Regions from separate parts of the Sus scrofa genome. Here region 1 is linked to region 2. A link is a contact called in public HiChIP or PLAC-seq data. All regions are on one chromosome and are shown on one strand. Each heading gives the region's core, a stretch centred on a gene start, on an enhancer-like site or on the middle of the called end of the contact. The rest is flanking DNA. Distances are from core to core; before and after follow the strand shown.

The links. HiChIP or PLAC-seq counts read pairs in DNA pulled down with a chosen protein or histone mark.
Region 1: a contact with region 2 is called in an H3K27ac HiChIP or PLAC-seq map of alveolar macrophages. The contact joins the promoter of CHIC2 here to the promoter of USP46 in region 2. A contact is called at or near these places in 1 of 5 promoter capture datasets (liver) and 1 of 2 datasets of contacts at active chromatin or transcription factors (alveolar macrophages).

What each region holds. Positions count from the first base shown.
Region 1 is chr8:40,845,231-40,848,123 of Sscrofa11.1, reverse strand. CHIC2 (cysteine-rich hydrophobic domain-containing protein 2) reads left to right here and starts at 1,409. Exons shown (of 6, transcript XM_003128983.4): 1 at 1,409-1,946. The coding sequence starts at 1,828.
Region 2 is chr8:39,580,326-39,583,271 of Sscrofa11.1, reverse strand. It overlaps USP46 (ubiquitin carboxyl-terminal hydrolase 46), which reads left to right and starts at 1,282. Exons shown (of 9, transcript XM_021101209.1): 1 at 1,282-1,673. The coding sequence starts at 1,638.

The DNA.
Region 1 (2,893 bases), core at 160-2,659, 1.3 Mb before region 2:
TCCATGCCCTGAATTGAAACCCCTGAGTTTTTAAAAATTTATTTATTTTTATTTTTTGTCTTTTTTAGGGCCACACCCATGGCATATGGAGGTTCCCAGGCTAGGGGTCGAATCAGAACTCCAGCTGCCAGTCTATACCACAGCCACAGCAAGGGGGGATCCCAGATGCATCTGCAAACTACACGACAGCTTAAGGCAATGCCAGATCCTCAACCCGCTGAGCCAGGCCAGGGATTGAACCCGTGTCCTCATGGATAATAGTCAGGTTTGTTCAACCACTGAGCTAGGATGGGAACTCCTCCTTCCTCTTTTCTTGACTAACTGTGCTCATTTTCTTGAACCATTACCAGTAGGAGGTTTTTGTTGTTTCCCCCTGTCCTAATTGCCCCACTTTGTACTTTCTCAGCTACTGCAATCTGCAATGACCCATCTAAACTGGTGGGAAGTGAACACTACATTTGGTGAACATTATGGCCAGCACTGAGTCAGGTATGACCACCCTTACTAGCTCTCACAGTGTATGCTCCTTATCCTGAACGCTCTCAGGAGCCACTCCTGCCCCTGATCTATTTGTATGCCTGGGCGGCTTATTGATTATGAAGCCAAGTACCCAGCGTGACCCTTACTTAGGCCTTTGTTGGTGGCCTAGACCAATAAGCAGAATCCATTAAACTCTTCCTCTGCTTCCCTTTTTCCTTTCGTTTCCTGGGAGGAGCTTAAGGAAGGGAAAGGTAGGCCCTAAGGTCTTAGGGGATAAGAGGTTATGGTTGATGAAGAAGCTTGGGCAGGAAAATGCATCTTCTAATCCAGAATCCAGAGACATTATCAATTTTGTTTCATGGCATGACTTCGATGAGCTTTCTTGTAAGGAAAAACAAAACAAAACATTAGCATCACTGGCATCACATATTGGACAATTTTTAAGGTGGTGATGGGACAAGGTGTTTGAATTTGGACAGTTTTGAAAAATCTTGTATTATAGTGGACAAAAATATTTGCAGTCTGTGTGTTGGGTTCCTCAAATTGGAAAAGTAAAGACTCTGGTACTCATCACAGACTAAAAAATACTGACGAAAAGTGAGATTTGATTTTTAGATAAACTGGCAACCGCATGCACAATAAATTCTCTATTCCGGCCAGGGTTTTTATTCTTAGTTGTTCTGGTTAGAGAGTACTTTAGGGAACTAAGGGCCCCTCTGGACACTCAGCTCTCTTTCTGAGTCACGGTCAATGGCACCAGCCCTTAGGCACAGTCCTCTAGCCGGTCGGCGACCCCTCTTCTGGAGGGCGGGGCCGCGTCGGGGGGCGGGGGGAGCGCGAGCCCAAGACACCCTCGTTGGGTGGAAGTGGGGGAAGGCGACCTTTGGGAGCGCGCGAGGCCTCACGTGCGCGCTCCCGCGCCGCCTGCCTGCGCGCTCGCGCGCCCACGCGTCCGCCCGCCCGCCCGCACTCCCGGGAAGTCTCGCGATGTCGTAGCCGGGTGCTCCCGCTGCGGGTGGCTCTGGCTGTTGCTGTGGTTGCCTGAGTTGCTGCTGCGGCGGCGGCGGCGGCGGCGGCGGCGGCGGCGGCGGTACTGGTGGAGGTGTCGGCCCTTGGGCGGATGTTGACATTGTGTTGTTGTTGTTGCTGACGGTAATGGCGGCGGCGGCGGCGACGGCCGGGACCCCATCTCCTCTGTAGCCGAAGCCAAGACAATCCAGAGCGAACTCCGCGGCCTCGGAGCCCGCGGCAGCGACTCCGCTCAGCCTCGGCTGCCTCGCCAGCCCGTATCCCGGCCGCAGCCCCTGGAGTCAGGCCCCTTCGGGCGGGGGGCCGCGGAGGCTCAGGATGGCGGATTTCGACGAGATCTACGAGGAGGAAGAAGACGAGGAGCGGGCCCTGGAGGAGCAGCTGCTCAAGTACTCGCCGGACCCGGTGGTGGTCCGCGGCTCCGGTCACGTCACCGTGTAAGGCCCGGAGGAGGGCGAGGGCGAGGGCGGGAGGTGCAGGGCTGGGGCGGCCCCCGTGCTCCGTGGGGGCTCTTTCTCCCTGGGGTCTGTCTGGTGTCGGAGGCCTGCGGGAGGAGTAGGCGAGCAGGAAGTGAGAACTTGCTTTATTTTCATTTGTTGCGGTCTCCAGAGTGGAGCCAGACACTGCCCTGCCTCCCCCCGCTGCCTTCTTAGCAGGCCCTACGGGCCTGGGCGCTGTGTCGGATCCCAGGAGGGAAGGTTATTCCTTAGGGTCTGCCCTTCCGGCCACCCTTTCGGCCTCGGGGTGGAAATCCACGTATTTCTGAGGCGCCTCCCCCTTGTTTTCTCATCCTGTTACCCTGTGGCTCTCTGTCTCCTCGTCTGTGCGGTTGAGCATAGTGACATATGGCTCAGAGGCCGGATCTGGGCCAGGTGAGACCCGAGTGACAGTGTGGGTCATGAGTAGTTCGTTGTCCCTATGTTTGTATTTCACACACACCCACAGGTCTTCCCAGTCTCTTGCAGAGTCAGTTTCTGCGGATCGAATGCAAGTTCCTGTAATTGTATATGATAAAAAAATGTATAGATGAGCATATATTTTTAAGATGCAGAATGATTAGGTTTACAGATAATTTTTTAAAAAACTACGTGATGGGCACACAATGCCCAGTGAGGGTTTCTGTTATCTAAGTCCTTCTTTTGGGCAAGAGCTCCTGGGTGGCTTCTTCTTTTGATAAGGGTTCCCGTAAAGTCCCATTGGCAACCTATAAAAGGCTGATATTGTTCAAACAATAAGGAAGGAGAGCTTTCTGAAAGGTCATGACTAATAAAGGAATGTGAAGACTTGAACCAAATAATGAGCTGTCCGGAAGCAGGAAGTTTTGTAATGTTTCTCTGAGAAGTCCAGAGTTTTGTACAACTTGAAGTATTTATACTTTTTCATT
Region 2 (2,946 bases), core at 33-2,532:
ATGGTTTCCAGTTGGATTCGTTAATCACTGAGCCATGACAGGAACTCCAGGGACTGATTCTTTAAATCCATGGAAATATACAGAGCCAAGAAGACCCCAAGAAAGCTTTAGTCGGCTGTTGTCTTTTTAGTCCCATCCCAGGTCCTAAGCATATTAGCAACCAACGGTTCTGAAATCTTACGTGTAGAACACTAAATAGATAATGGAAGACAGCGTGCTCTTTTCCCAGTATGGGACTCTTGGTTGGATAAAAGCTATTTTCAATTATATTAATTTTCCTCTAATTCGATTTGTCACAAAGTATATTGGTTTAAGAATTATCACCGGTTTCACTTGTACAACTTCTCCGATGAAAGCAGTAAATTGTAACCTTGTATGAGAACTGTTTCACACCTTCGGAAATTGGCTCCTCCACTTCACAGGAACCTATCTGCTAAGTGGTGTAGATTCGCTGCTTTGAGTCAGAAACCATGACCTTTTCTGCAGGAAATGCGTACACGCCCATACGATGACCCTTCTCTCAGGGGTTGGCTGCCCCTGAGAGAGGTATGCTTTCCTCAAAGGTGCGGAAAAGTTTGGTTTTCATGCTTTCCAGATTCAGATCTCTCCTCGGCCCTTTCCCAGTCCTTGCGGAGACCTCTCCTTTGTACCTGCTAATGTCACAAATTGCCCAGCGAGCCTTGTCTGGCCTCCGCCCAGACCCAGATTCCTGTCCCCTCCCGGCGCCCTCGACCAGGCAGCTAGCCCGCGGCTGGCCAGGGCTCTCGACCCCACCGTGTCCTGACCCCGTTTACTTCTTGGGTCCCCGCCGGTGCCATCTGGCCGGAGTCCCGGGGAGAAACGAAAAGTTGGACGTGGTCACCCCAGCACCTTGCCCCTTCCAATCTCCCAAACCTTAAAATCCCCTGGGCTGCGGAGGGCCGCGCCGCAGGCGACAAGTGAAGGCAAGAAAGCGGCCCCGCGTCCCCGGCGGCCTCTCTGCGGCGACGTGCCCGGCTTCCCCAGCCCGCGGGCGGCCCCTTCCGCCGGCCGACGCCCGACGCGGGCGCGGTCCCTGCCTCCCCGGCCACGCCGCGGCCCAGAGGAGAGGGAGGAGGCCGCCGGCGTTTCGGGGTCCGCCCGGGGTACCCGCAGCAGCGCGATCAAGGGCCTGGCTGCGTATTCCAGCCCATACAGAGCGAAGCAGGACCTTTTAAAAAAAGAAGAAAAAGGCCAAGCCGGGGGTGGCCGGGGTTGGGGGGGGCGGAAGAGGGAGGAGGAGCCGCGGGGACCGGAGCCGGGGACGGGCGCGCGGCGGGAGCGCTCGGGGCGCGGGCTGCACGCGGCGCTCGGGCCGCCCCTCCTCCCGGCGCCGCCGGCCGCGGCCCAGGCTGCTTCGCTCCGCCACTCCCCGCCCCTCCGCTCTCCCTCCCGCCTCCCGCCTTCCCCGCCCTCCCCGCCTCCTCTCCTCCCTCCCGGCCTCCCTCTCCCAGCCAAACTGAAAGCCGGAGCCCGGGCCGCCTCCCCGCCGCCGCCGCCGCCGCCGCCGCCGCCGCCGCCGCCGCCGCGCCCGGCCTCCCCGCGAGCGCTCCACCATGGCCGGCCCTGCTTTCACCTTATAAAGATGGCGGTGCGGGATCGCTGCAACCTTTAGACTAATGACTGTCCGAAACATCGCCTCCATCTGTAATATGGTGAGTGGCCGCCGCCGCCTCGGGGGTCGCGCCCTAGGCGCCGCAAAGCGAAGAAAGGGAAACCCGAGCCGCACGCCTGCCGGGCGGCCCGCGGGGGTGGGGGCGTGGGGGAGGCGGGGGCCTCGCGGCGCTGCCCCCGAAGTTCCGGGCCCCCGGGCGGGGCGGGCCGGTGGCGGCCCCGGGAGCGGGCGGGGGAGGGGCCGTCGGGCCACCCGCCCCCCTCTCGGACCCGGGACCCGGGAGCTTGCCCGCCGGTCCTCGGACCGCGCCGCTGCACCTCGGTCCTCGGGTTGCGGTGGAAGTGTCTTGGGGGAGGGGGCAGGCCGAACCCGGACGTCCCGGGGGACCGGGTTGGAAGAAAAGCTGGGGCGAGCGGGGGTGGGGGTGGGGGGCACCCATCCTGCCCTTGCGGTAGATAAAGCCCAGCCCGACTCCGTGACCGCCCTCATCTCGTTTTTTTTTTTGAGTTCACTCCTTAAACTGTATTTAAAAATTCACTTGGCAGAGGCCATCGCTGTATCTGGAGACATCTGAAATGCGATAAAGCTGTAAAAAGTGCAAAATGTGGTTAGGGAAGTGAACTTCTACCTGGCTTGGGAAAGCATGGCTATTTGTTTTGGAGGCCTCAGTTTCCCCACCTGTGAAAGGGGCACAAGGTTATATGGCAGTAACCCTTAGAGGCCCTAAGGATGGGGCTGACTGGGGGCGTGGAGGTCTCCAGGGTTATCCTGCCAGATGCTCTGCAGACCCAGCGCAGGCTGATGGGCCTGGACACAGCAAGGGGACTTCGCTGGGCTCCATCTGAGGATTGAGTCCACCGTCATGATGTGGAGATCACTTTAACTTGGGTTTCTCCCATTGCTTTCCCTTCCTTTGCAGTTTCTGCAGGAACAGCCAGAGCCCTTGGGTCACCAGGGTGCATCCTGCTGGTACCTCCACTTGTCAGAGCCTCAGAGAGCACAACCTGCACCCTGGCGTCAGGCATTGCCCTCCTGTGCGGGGTTTAGAGAGGGTGTACTTTGCCTCCACCCTCTAGGGGTACCACTCCCCTCCCCCCAGCTGGATGGAACACATGTTCTTTTAGTGCAGGGTTCGGGGGGAAACCTCCCTTGAAACACGCCACTAAAGGGAATCTGAGGAGGCTTGATTGAGAAGCCTGGGAGTAAGGTGATCTGGCTGCCCTTCCCCCCATCACCCAGCTTTTTAAATCTTCTGTCCCACATTCTATTGCAAGATTAACACATGGGAAAGGAGCATTAAGGAGCCATGTGTT